2 separate regions of the Pan troglodytes genome follow, and region 2 is linked to region 1. A link is a contact called in public Hi-C data. All regions are on one chromosome and are shown on one strand. Each heading gives the region's core, a stretch centred on a gene start, on an enhancer-like site or on the middle of the called end of the contact. The rest is flanking DNA. Distances are from core to core; before and after follow the strand shown.

Region 1 (5,944 bases), core at 452-2,951:
CCGGCCTCAGGGAGCGTTGGACACGCAGCTGAGGAGGTTTCCAGGGCAACTCTAGGGTCCAGCTCCTCAGATACGCAGCTCTGTCCCTTGCTAGCGGAGTGGCCTCATCTGTACAGGAGGGTGAGAGTGGGAACTACCCTTAGTATTGGGAGAATGACACTAGACCAGCATATAAAACACTTGGACAGTGTCTGGCTGGGAGGAAGTGCTCCCTCAACATGAGCTGCAGTTTCACAAGCACCCGTGAGGTGCCAGGTGCTAAGCTGTGCTCTGTGTGCCTTAAACCATCCTCCCCATTAGTAGGCTTTCATGTCCTCCTTTCCAAGTGGGGCAATGGAGGCTTGGAAACCATGTGACTGCCCCAGGGCACTGAGGCTGGTGTGCCCGCTGGTGTGTACCTACTCCATGCCAGGCCCCGGGCTGGGGACTTTACTGTTACATCACTTAATCCTCACAGTGATTTGCAAACAGGCCGTCTTGCGTCACTCTCACAAATGAGTAAACTGAGGAATCTCTGGGTTTAACCCCAAAACCCACGTCCTTGTGTTATAGACACAAAATTCTCCCAGGAAGTGGGATGGGCACTTGAGAGAGGCGCAGGCAGGGCGGGGCAGGGGAGGACCCACCTGATGCCTCGGCGGTACCACAAAGTCAGCCACCTGGATCCTCACACCTTCTGCCTCCCTGACCAGGGAGAAGGAGGCTACCCACAGGGCCCTGGGGCCACTTGCCTTCCACTTTTCATTCAACAAACGTCATTAGCTTCTGACCCTGTGCCAGGCACCAAGCCAGGCTCAAAATGTAGATGAGGAAAGACAGAGCCCAGGTACTTCCTGCTCTCAGGGTTTCACCCTCTAGAAGGGGAGGCAGACGCTTAGCCAGGTTGCAGTGAGTGGGTCAGGGAAGGCTTCCTGGAAGAGGTGCCGTTTGACTGAGACCTGAACTGTGAACATGAGTTAGCCAGGGGCAAAGCACAGGGGAAGAGTGTTGCAGCCTGGGACACCCCCAGTTAGAAAGGCAAGAAAGGCCACGGATGTATAGACTGCCCTCTGGGCCTCAGTCTTTCCACGTGTGAAATGGACTGTGAGGGGTTTGGGAAATTTGGGGAAGAAACTCAGGTTAAGTGGAATAGCTGGGTCTGAGATGCCTCCCCGGGGCACGCACAGTAGTGACTGATGAACCTTTCGCCTGCAGGCTGCCTGAGCAGGAGCTAAGCACCAGTTAGTCATTCTCTCCTGGCGGAGGGCCTACTGTGTGTCCCGGGCTGCAAGTGAACAACACGACAAAACGCCCTGGCCTCGCGGAGCTGATCCTGCCCTGCCCTGTAACTCGGGTGTCTCCGCGGGCCGAGCCTGGCACACAGTAGGTGCCCTGGAAATGTGCTCAAGTAAATTATGCCTAGGCGCACTTCACATTGGCTCTGTTACGGGGGACAGTGGGGGTGAGGGGTGAAGGGAGGAAGTCAGGAGTTGCGGGGCTTGGGGGCGGCAGGACCCTGGAGTCAATCGGTTGCGGGGCAAGGTCTGCTGCTAGAACTCCAGACAGCCTCTCTGCCCCACCCCCGAAGCTTCTGCGCCGGAGTCCCCGGACTTACCAGCGCAGAAGAAGAGAGGTGGGTGGGTCCCCCTCCTCCTGGCCTGGGAGAGCCCGCGCCTTCCCCACCGCAGGGACTCCGCTTGCGGACGTATTTCGCGTGTCCAAGGCGACCCCTAGCGGTCACTGCGGCGACGACAACCCAGGCAGTCGTCCTCTCGCCCCCGAGGCCCACAACTTCCCCGAGAGGGGAGCGGAGCTGGGACGGTGCAGAGAGGCGCTCCCAAAGGGCCGCCTTCCGCGGGCCCAAGGAGGCCAACGGCCCGCTGGGAGAGCCTCCTCTGGCTTCTGTTTTCTGTGTCTGGAGCCGTGCACAACTTCACAGCCCCGTTCCTAGACAGGTTTACCGAGTTTTAACACAGCCTTGACCATTAATGACTACCTGTGTGACCTTGGGGAAGTCACCAAACCTTTTTTTTTTTCTTTCTTTTTAGTCTTGCTCTGTCGCCCAGGCTGGAGTGCAATGGCGCGATCTCGGCTCACTGCAACTTCTGCCTGCCGGGTTCAAGCGATTCTCCTGTCTCAGCCTACCAAGTAGCTGGGACTACAGGCGCCCATCATCACGCCCGGCTAATTTTTGTGCTTTTAGTAGAGGTGGTGTTTCACCATGTTGGGCAGGCTGGTCTTGAACTCCTGACCTCAAGTGATCCACCTGCCTCTGCCTCCCAAAATGCTGAGATTACAGGCGTGAGACACCGCGCCCGGCCAGTCACTAAACCTTTCTGAGCCTTGACAAACTCTCCTTTAAAAAATGTGATAGTAAGTCTCAGTGCATAGCGTTAGTGTTACTTACGATGATAATTTTCTTACTCTTAGTTTATTAACTTATTTAAGCTCCATCCATCTAACAATCCCTGGGATGGCGCAGTGTGGGAGCAGCCCTCAGGTCTGTCACTGGCCTAGGCCTATGCAAAGGGAAAATGGTGAAGCTCTGAAACCAGGGGACAAGAACAGGCTGGCATGTGGGCTGGAGCCCTCCTAGGTGCATGTGACTCACCCCTTTCTCCTCCCACCTTTCTGGCCACTCCCTGAGGCCACCAACATCCCACCTCAGACAGAGTTCTGTGGTTGGCCCACCCCACCCCACCCACTCCTACTGATACTGCCTAACCCTAATGCCCAGACCAAGACTCTGTCTGCCACACCACACTGCTTTCCTAGGACTCAGAACTTAATGTCTTAGTTCCCTTACAACAATAATAGTAATTTCATGAACACTTATCATGTACTGGACTCTGTGAAATGCCTTTTTTTTTTTTTTTTTTTTTTTTTGAGACAGTCTCTGTCACCCAGGCTGGAGTACAGTGGCGTGATCTTGGCTCACCACAACCTCCACCTCCTGGGTTCAAGCAACCCTTCTGCCTCAGCCTCCCCACTGGGATTACAGGCACATGCTATCATATCTGGCTAATTTTTGTATTTTTAGTAGAAACGGGGTTTTACCATGTTGGCCAGGCTGGTCTTGAACTCCTGACCTCAAGTGATCCACCCATCTTGGCCTCCCAAAGTGCTGGGATTGCAGGAGTGAGCCACCATGCCTGGCCTGAAATGCTCTTTATGTATATTTTGTCAGTGAGTTCTCAGAACACTCTATGGGGTGGGTCCTGTTACCCCATTTCATTGGAAAGAAAACTGAGGCACAGTTTTCTGTGAAGGATCAGTGACTTGCCTGCCAGAGGTCATGGCAGGGCCAGGATTTGAATCCCCAGCCCAACCTTAGAGCCACCACACTTAATGGCTTCTCCATAAGCCTCCCTTTCCCTAGCTGGGGTGCCCCTTCCAGTCTGCCTTGGGGAGCCGAATCTCTGCAACACTCAGGCAGTCCCTCTCTCAACAGCTTTGGGTTGAGGAAAGTTTGCCCAGGCCAGTTGGGGGGTGGATGTGCTGAGCGGGAGGGAGGCAGGGGGAGATGCCTTTCTGGAGTTCATCTGATTTTAGAATGGAAGTTTCCCATTATTTCCCTATTTTACAGATGAGAGCAGTGAGGCACAGAGAAGGTGACCGCCTGAGGTATCTCGGTTGGTAAGCAGCAGCGCTGGGCTTGGAATCCGGTTTGAACCTGCAGCATGTGACCCGCTGTTCTCTGAATGCTGCTGCTACACGAGGTTATTCTGCTGCTATGGAGCAGGCTGCTTGTAGCTGGGCCTGAAGCTGGCATTTCCAGGACTTGGTGCTTCTGCTGAGGTTTTCTCCTCCTCTGAATACACCCTGCCGGGGTTCAGCACCAGCTTTGCCCTAAGCACGTCCACTTCCTAGAAAGGGAGGGCAGCCCCCGACAGGGAGAGGTGTTCTGGTATCTTGGCAAGGCAGTCAGGGCAGAGGGAGAAACATGGGCAACAAAAGGCTTGCAGATTCTTTCATCTTTGTACTTTGTCCCGGGGAGATAAGCGAGTCCAAAATACAAAACACCCTTGGATATGTGGATCCGTGCCACAAGTCAGGCTCGTAAATTCTCCATTTCCTGCCTGCTCTTGAGAACTCTTGAGGAAGAGAGAAAAAGGGTGTGAGGGCTGTGGAGTGGGTCTCCCTAAATTCCATGCCCATGAGCCGGTCCCTGTGGGCTTGGGGGCTCAGACAAAAGCCTTATCACGAAGCAGAGAAGGATCTCTTTGTTTAGAAAGATTCCTCCCACCATGCGTTAGGCAGCATCCTTAGGACAAAGCCAGAAAAATAAACTGAATCCAGGCTTGCTTGAGCCCTTACTGCCCCCAGTGTGACATTTTTACTTCCTCAAATTATGATTTACTGTTGTGAAAGGGAAAAAATACCTGCATAAGATACTAATTTCTGGGAGTTTTCATTCGTGAAATATACGGATTATACAGCCTCTTCCCCCTCCAAGTTAATGGAGATTTGGAAAGACTCCATCTCTTTCCTTGACTCTACTTCCATAGGGCTGAGAACTGAGGCTAATGCGCACTTCAATTAACAGCAGCACTCCCCATTTTTAATATAAACTTGGCGGGTTGACAAGGATCAAGCACTCATTTTGCCTTTAACCTTTATTCTACTATTTGTTTTATTATTTTTTTTAGATGGAATCTCACTCTGTTGCCTAGGCCAGATGGAGTGCAGTAGCACGATCTCAGCTCACTGCAGCCTCTGCCTCCCGGGTTCAAGCAACTCTCCTGCTTCAGCCTCCTGAGTAGTGAGATTACAGGCTGCACCACAACGCCCAGCTAATTTTTCTATCTTTAGTAGAGAGGGGGTTTCACCATGTTGGCCAGGCTGGTCTGGAACTGTTGACCTTAGGTGATCCGCCTGCCTCGGCCTCCCAAAGTGCTGGGATTACAGATATGAGCCACCGCATCTGGCCTATTCTGCTAGCCTATTCTGCTAATTTTTAAGTCTGTGCAACTTTCAAGGGAAATTAAATCCCTATATGCCCTACTCATTTTACACCAAAGTCATCAAAATGTGGCTTCCAAGGCCCCTTTGAAGTCCTAAAACTAGACTTGGTCAAGAGGCCCAAGTGTTATAAGTACATCAGAAACAAAGAAACATGTTAATAAAATGTTTCCTTCTTGGCAGCATCCTGGTGAGTGCCTCCCTGGGTTGCAAAGGGAAATGTGATGAGGAAGAGGTGGGCTTGTGTGCTTTGAAGTGGGCAGGGCCTGGGAATCTCTACAGGGCAGTGCAGCTGCTGTCCGCTTCACCTCCATCGGCCCTGTCCACTCCTGGTAGGAAAGAGGCAAAGTCAGTAGTGAAAGGTGGAAAGAAAACACAAAAGTCGGAAAGGACCTGGCACCAGGCCTGTCCGGGGTCAAGTTTCAAAGTTCTCAAGGTATTTGCACAAACAGCTGGTTTCCATAGCAGCCAAGCCCAGGTGCAGGTAAGGGTTGCCCTGTGGTCCTAGCCATTGACTGATAAAGAGGTGCATCCCACCCTGGGATGTCTTTGATGTAACAGGAGGCAGTGGCTTCTAGTGGGGAAATTTACCCCAGGGTAACATCACCATCGCCCCCATGCAGGGGACAACCAGGTGTAGCCCCAGATGCCAACAAGCAGCCAGGGGGCGGCCTTGTGCCAGGAACATCACTTCCAGCAGGTGTTGGTCACAGACAGCAGTGGCTGAGACTCTGGCAGGGAATTGTTCCTTACAGCTCCCTGTGGGCTCTTATCTGATCCTCACGACCACCCAGAGAGGTGAGGCAAGGCGACTTCCCCAGGGCCACACAGCTAATGAACGGCAGAGCCAGCGTTGAAGCTCTGGGGTGCCTGACACCAAAGCCCATGCTGTTAATTTACAAATGCTGCCTCCCCCAACAGAAAGCCGCCAGGCTTCACAGTAGAGAAACCAATGGCTGCGCCCTGTGGTCCTCTGTGGGCAAACTAGCATGATACTGTGGCC
Region 2 (6,395 bases), core at 354-2,853, 130 kb before region 1:
TGAGATTAAAGGAGAGGATACCTGGGAAATTATTTTGTACAGACTGGTATTAAATATGTTCACCAGGCTCTCCACAGATGTGGGCTCACGAAGTTACTGTCATCGTCATCTTTAAAGTCAGTCTTGTTGTTTGTTTTGAGATGGAGTCTCACTCTGTCGCCCAGGCTGGAGTGCTTCGGGTCGAAGCAATTCTCGCTCCTCAGCCTCCTGAGTAGCTGGGATTACAGGCGTACGTCATCACGCCCAGCTAACTTTTGTATTTTTAGTACAAATGGGGTTTCGCCATGTTGGCCCAGGCTGGTCTCGAACTCCTGGCGTCAAGTGATCCGCCGACCTCGGCCCCCTCAAAGTGCTGGGATTACAGGCATGAGGCACCGCGCCCGGCCTAAAGTCAGTCTTTTTTAGTGGCTGCGCAGGGATGCTCCTAATCTGACCTATTAGTAATAAATCGGATTCTCCCTACTCCCCCGCTTCTCCATCCCTACGGCGGCCAGTGAGTCTATTAACATCTACTCAAGCTACATCATTCCTCTGCTCAAAATCTTGCTATGGTTCCCGTTTTAATCAGAGTAAGGCCAAAGTCCTTACAGCAGCCTGCAAGGCTCTGCCTCACCTGCAGGACTGCTCCCTCTACACCTCTGACTTCATGTCCTGCCATTCTCCCTCCGCTCAATCCCCGCCACCACACAGGCCTAGCTTAGCTCTTTCTCACGCGCCAGTCTCGCTCCCACCGCTGGGCCTCGGCTCTAGCTTTTCCCCATGCTGGGAAAGATCTTCCTCCAGGCAGCCACCGGACTCACACCCTTGCCCCCTTCCTGGCTTAGCTCAAATCTCAATCGGTTTGGCCCAGTGCCCTTCTCGGCTAACACCGCACCCCACCCCCATGCCCCGTCCCTGCTTTCTTCGTAGCATTTGCCTTTTTCTATGACAATTATGTAACTCGTTTATCTTTATCTGTACTTCCCCTCCCCATCCCAACAAAAGTCCACTCCAAGAATCTTGCTATCTTGTTCACTGCTGTTTCCCAAGGCCCTAAAACACTGGGTCGTGCACAGTGGGCGTGCAACGTACAATTTTTGGACTAAATCAATCACTTTAAAAAGCTCAATTTCCTTACTGCTGAGCACTTGGGTGGCTTTCAATATTTTTCAACAACCACTATTTAGCGCTCACCTCGCGCCGGGCGCATGGAGAGCGCTCAGGACACGGTCCCGAAGTCTGGCCCGGGCCTCTCGGCCACGTTCTGCGGCCGAGACCCTACGCGGCGCCGTACAGAGGCCCTCAGCGCCCGGGGTCGGAGAGGACAAGCTACCCAAGGCGCACCGCCCGCCCCGCGCATGCGCCCGGGTCGCGGCCAACTGAGACGGCTCCCGGACAACCGCCGCTCTTTGGAGGGCTTCCACCTACCCACTCTTCGTCGGACTGGCCTGACGCCTGACCAGACTCCTATTCGCCGCAAGGACCCGCCAAGGCTTGGGGCTCCCCGGCAGCAGCCACAGCTGGGCCCGAGAAACTCCTGGTTTCTTTACGTTTGGCTTCTCCTCGTCCCGCCCCACGAAGCGTGACGCCCAGGCGGATATGACGTCACCACGCGGCGTCTTCCTAAGGACCCAGGCGCGAATCCTGATCCGGAGCTGAGAGCGGCCGAGCTCAGCGCCCTCTGGTGTCCACTCCGGGAAAGCCGTGTGTGCAATTTGCTTGGGGTGCGGTTTAGGGCGGGTTTTTTCCGCCTTGGACGGTGCTTCATAGTTATCCATTTCTTCATGCATTCATTCATTCATTCAACAATTTTTTCGTTGTTTTTTTGAGACAGTTTCACTCTGTCGCCCAGGCTGGAGTGCACTGGCGCGATCTGGCTTACTGCTACCTCCGCCTCCAGGGCTCAAGCGATTCTCCCACCTCAGCCTCCTGAGTAGCTAGGACTACAGGTATGCTCCACCATGCCTGGCTAATTTTTGTATTTTTAGTAGAGACGGGGTTTCACCATGTTGGCCAGGCTGGTCTCGAACTCCTCGCCTCAAGTGATCTGCCCACCTTGGCCTCCCAAAGTGCTGGGATTACAGACGTGAGCAACTGCGCCCGAGTCATTCTACACATTTTTTTCATTATATTATAATTTATTTATTGAGATGGAGTCTCGCTCTGTCGCCCAGGCTGGAGTGCAGTGGCGCCATCTTGGCTCACTGCACCCTCCGCCTCCCTTCAAGTGATTCTTCTGCCTCAGCCTCCCAAGTAGCTGGGACTACAGGCATGCACCACCATGCCCAGCTAATTTTTGTATTTTTAGTCGAGACGAGGTTTCACCATGTTGGCCAGCATGGTCTCAATCTCTTGACCTCGTGATCTGCCCACCTCGGCCTCCCAAAGTGTTGGGATTACAGGCGTGAGCCACCGCGCCTGGCCTAATTTTTGTATTTTTAGTAGAGACAGGGTTTCACTATGTTGGCCAAGCAGGTCTCAAACTCCTGACTTCAGGCAATCCACCCACCTCGCCTCCCAAAGTGCTGGGATTACAGACGTGAGCCACCGCGCCCAGCCTACAAATTTATATCTAGCATCTCCTCTCCTCAAGATCTCCTATGTCAAGCACTCCCCAAAGATAGGACCCACTCTCAGTGTCCCTTGTGACTCCCAGCACATAGTAGGTGTTCTATCTAGGCCGTCCTGGAAAGACGCACAAAGTAAAGACTTACTTTGTGCTAGGCACTGTGCAAAATATTTTACATATGTCATCTCATGGAACCCTCACACAATCCTGAGATGGCTATTACTATGATCATCACCATTTTAGAGGTAGAAACTGAGGCACAGGCCAGGCGCAGTGGCTCATGCCTGTAATTCCAGCACTTTGGGAGGCTGAGGCGGGCAGATCACTTGAGGCCAGGAATTCGAGACCAGCCTGGCCAGCATGGTGAGACCCCCGTCTCTACTAAAAATACAAAAATTAGCTGGGCACGGTGGTGCACACCTGTAATCCCAGTTACTCGGGAGGCTGAAGCAGGAGAATTGCTTGAACCTGGGAGGTAGAGGTTGCAGTAAGCCGAGATCACACCACTGCACTCTAGCCTGGCAACAGGAAAAGAAACTGAGGCACAGAGAGGCTAAGTTATTTGCTCAAGATCACAGTTATAAGCAGTGGCATGGGCTGTCTGATTCTAGCCAGTGCTCTCCATACTGCACTGTATTACCACCAATTGAGGGGCTGCAGTGGGAAGGGAAACTTTAGTGTAACCCCCATGAGGATGGGGCCTTGTCTGTGTTTCTCACCACTGCATCCCAGTTCCTGGTACCCAATGGTGACCCAACATCTATTTACTGAAGGCATTTGTTCATAAATGGATGTGCTGGTTTTGCTTGGGTTGGGGGGCAAAGGGTTGCCTTGCACAGGACAGTTGAGTCAGCGGGGATCTCCTTCCTCAATTCTTTTCTCAAAATCCCACTGTGTTGTTTCCAGAAGCTTCAGTCCTCAACCTTGGCCATGCTCTCCAGTTCTGTGGTTCCTACTTTCTTCTTCCTTCAGAGGAGACAGGGCTTGTTCCAGATGTGGGAAGAGGTGGAGAAAGCAAACACAGACCCCATAGACCCAAGTATTATCTTTCTCAAAGCAGCTTGATTTCAGAAGCTGCCAGAACTTGCTTCAAATGCATCCTCTGCCACTTACCTACCTCCCTCATCTGTCACATGGAGAGATTATTAGCATCTACCTCACAGAGTTGAGGGAAAAAGAGTTGATGGTATAAAGTGTCTGGCACCCCAGGAAACCCTCAGTAATGGGAGAGGGTTCCTGTAAGCCAGCTGCCTGGCAAATGTATCCTGCCAGGTGGCCCAGGAAAACCAGAGCAATTCCTGTATTTTGAACTTCAAGGAACAATAGATAATTTTCACCCTGCTGCAACAAACCCTGAAAATGAAGTGTCTTCCCAGTTGCCTGAATTCTCTCATGCTGTCTTATTAATTCAGAGCGGAGGATAAAAGAGATGCCTTTGAATGATAAAGACAAAAAACTTGTTTTTTGGCTGGGTGTTGTGGCTCAGGCCTGTAATCCAGCACTTTAGGAGGCCGAGGTGGGCAGAACACCTGAGGTCAGGAGTTCAAGACCAGCCTGGCCAACATGGCGAAACCCTGTCTCTACTAAAAATACAAAAATTAGCTGGGTGTGATGGTGCGCACCTGTGATCCCAGCTACTCGGGAGGCTGAGGCAGGAGAATTGCTTGAACCCAGGAGGCAGAGGTTGCAGTAAGCTGAGATCACGCCACTGCACTCTAGCCGAGATGACAGAGCGAGACTCTGCCAACAAACAAAACAAAACAAAAAACAAAAAAAAACTTTTGTTTTTCAACTAAATTTTATATTAAAAAATCATTTTTGGACAGTGTGTCACTGTCACCCAGACTGTAGTACAATAGTGTGATCATGGGTCACTGTAGCCTCAGCCTCCCAGGCTCAACCGATCCTCCCACCCCAGCCTCCCAAGTAGCTGGGACTACAGGTGCATGCCACCATGGCCAGCTAATTTTTAATTTTTTTGTAGAAACAGGGTCTCACCATGTTGCTCAGGCTGGTCTTGAACTCCTAGGCTCAAGCGATCCTTCTGCGTTGGCCTCCCAAAATGCTGGGATTACAGGTGTGAGGCACCGCACCATGCCTAAATTTTATCTTCTGAATAGGTACTGTAGGCTTACAGCATACATTTCAAATGACATAAAGGGATAGATATTAAAAAGTGAGTCTCCCTTCCACCTCTTCCCCTGTCAGCCTCTCCCCTCTCCAGGAGCAACAACTAGTATGAGTTTCTTAAGTGTCCCCTGACAAATATGATATGGGGGCTTTTACCTCTTGACGATGTATCTAAAATTGCTCCAAATCAAAACACACAAGGCTGCCTCAGTCTTTTTTTCTTTTTTTTTTTTGGAGACAGGGTCTTACTCTGTGGTCCAGGCTGGAGTACAGTGGTGCAAACATAGGTCACTGCAGCCTCAAACTCCTGGGCTCAAGTGATCCTCCTGCCTCAGCCTCCAGAGGAGCTGGGACTACAGGCATGTGTCACCACACCTGGCTAATTTTTTTGATTTTTATTTTTAGAGAGGGGATCTTGCTATGTTGCCCAGGTTAGCTGCCTCAGTCTTTATGAAAGTTACCCTGTACTGCATTGGGTGGAGCCAGTTAGTTCTTAAGAGGACCATTTCAGGCACCCTCTGTGTTTCAGAGCAAAGTTGTTGGGGTCGGTCTCTATTTTATGTCCCTGAAAGGTACGGCAGCCAAGAATGAGTTAAGTCCACACTTCCCCTCTGCTGTGTGGCTCCCCTCCCTGCCTTACTTATTGGTGCCAAATGGATTTTTCTAAAGCTGAGGAGCTTTCTCAACTTGGGGAAGAAAAGGCAAGAGAGAAGGGTCCAAGTGAGATTCCAGTCCCCCTGTTCTCCACTGATTTAATGGAAAACATACCCCCTATGTCAGCAGATTGTGGAGATAGGACAAAGGAAGTGAAAATGATCAGAAGTTAAAACCTATGGAACTGTAGCCATTGTTTCTGTTTAGAGAATAAGATCACATAGTTTAGGGAGATTTGCCAAGTACCAGCTAACTTGCTCACATTATTCCATCAACCATGCAATGTCACTATAATTACCACTTTTCACAGATGAAGAAAATGAAGCTAAGTCATTTATCTAAGGTGGTGAGAGGCTCCAGAGCCTAAAAAGCTGCATTCCATCCCTCACATGTGGAAGACCAGTCTGGGAGCTGCTCCTTTGAGGCAACTCAAGCATCATCAACTCAAGCGTCATCTCCAAACAAGAAACTCTGAAAAACAGGCAGTGCTTTAGAATCCCTAGAAGCCAAGCCTGAGAGAGAGACCCTCACGGAAGTGATTTACTGGGAGATGGCCCCCAAGTGAAATCTGTAAGGGAGGAGGGAAGCAAGATAGGGCAGGAGAAGAAGCCAAGCAAAGATGTGGATTTGAAACTGGTCCAATCATTCCACAGAACTGATGCTTACGGTTTCTTTTGAGTATATGTAGAAATTGACCTTCTCATCTTAAAATTTGAGAAGTTACATTTGTCTTATCTGAGTTCCTTTCTCAGTAAACCAACCATGAGGCTTCCCAGGTAGTATCAAGGAGCTGAAACTCACCAGATCACTGCATTTGGACAATGACAGTCCAGACCCTTCACCCTTCATGACTGCCTGTCTCCCACGACCTGCTTTCTGTTGACCAACTCCCCTTCCTTATCCTTCCCTGATTCCTGTTTTCCTGCATTTAGTTATATTTCTGCTGTATACACTCCTAATTTTAGTCAGTCAGGGAGATGGATTTGAGACTGATCTCCCATGTCCACAGCAGCAGCTCCCAAAGAAAGCCTTCTTCCCTGGCAATATTCATTGTTTCAGTGAT

The links. A called contact is a pair of places that touch in the nucleus more often than the background predicts.
Region 2: a contact with region 1 is called in a Hi-C map of stem cell-derived neural progenitor cells, with 4 times the contacts expected there. The contact joins the promoter of RPP14 here to the enhancer-like site in region 1. A contact is called at or near these places in 4 of 7 Hi-C or Micro-C datasets (blood, induced pluripotent stem cells and stem cell-derived neural progenitor cells), 1 of 1 datasets of contacts at active chromatin or transcription factors (stem cell-derived excitatory neurons) and 1 of 1 other capture datasets (stem cell-derived neural stem cells).

The regions. Positions count from the first base shown.
Region 1 is chr2:62,192,513-62,198,456 of NHGRI_mPanTro3-v2.0_pri, reverse strand. No RefSeq gene overlaps it. Among named protein-coding and RNA genes, the nearest start is that of DNASE1L3, 39 kb to the left of the region's middle. Within about 2 kb of position 1,701, at least 6 of the 24 cell types and tissues checked have an H3K27ac peak or open chromatin away from gene starts, as enhancers often do. A contact at or near this core is called in stem cell-derived neural progenitor cells, where this site is marked.
Region 2 is chr2:62,318,145-62,324,539 of NHGRI_mPanTro3-v2.0_pri, reverse strand. It overlaps RPP14 (ribonuclease P/MRP subunit p14), which reads right to left and starts at 1,603. Exons shown (of 6, transcript XM_016941397.3): 1 at 1,174-1,603.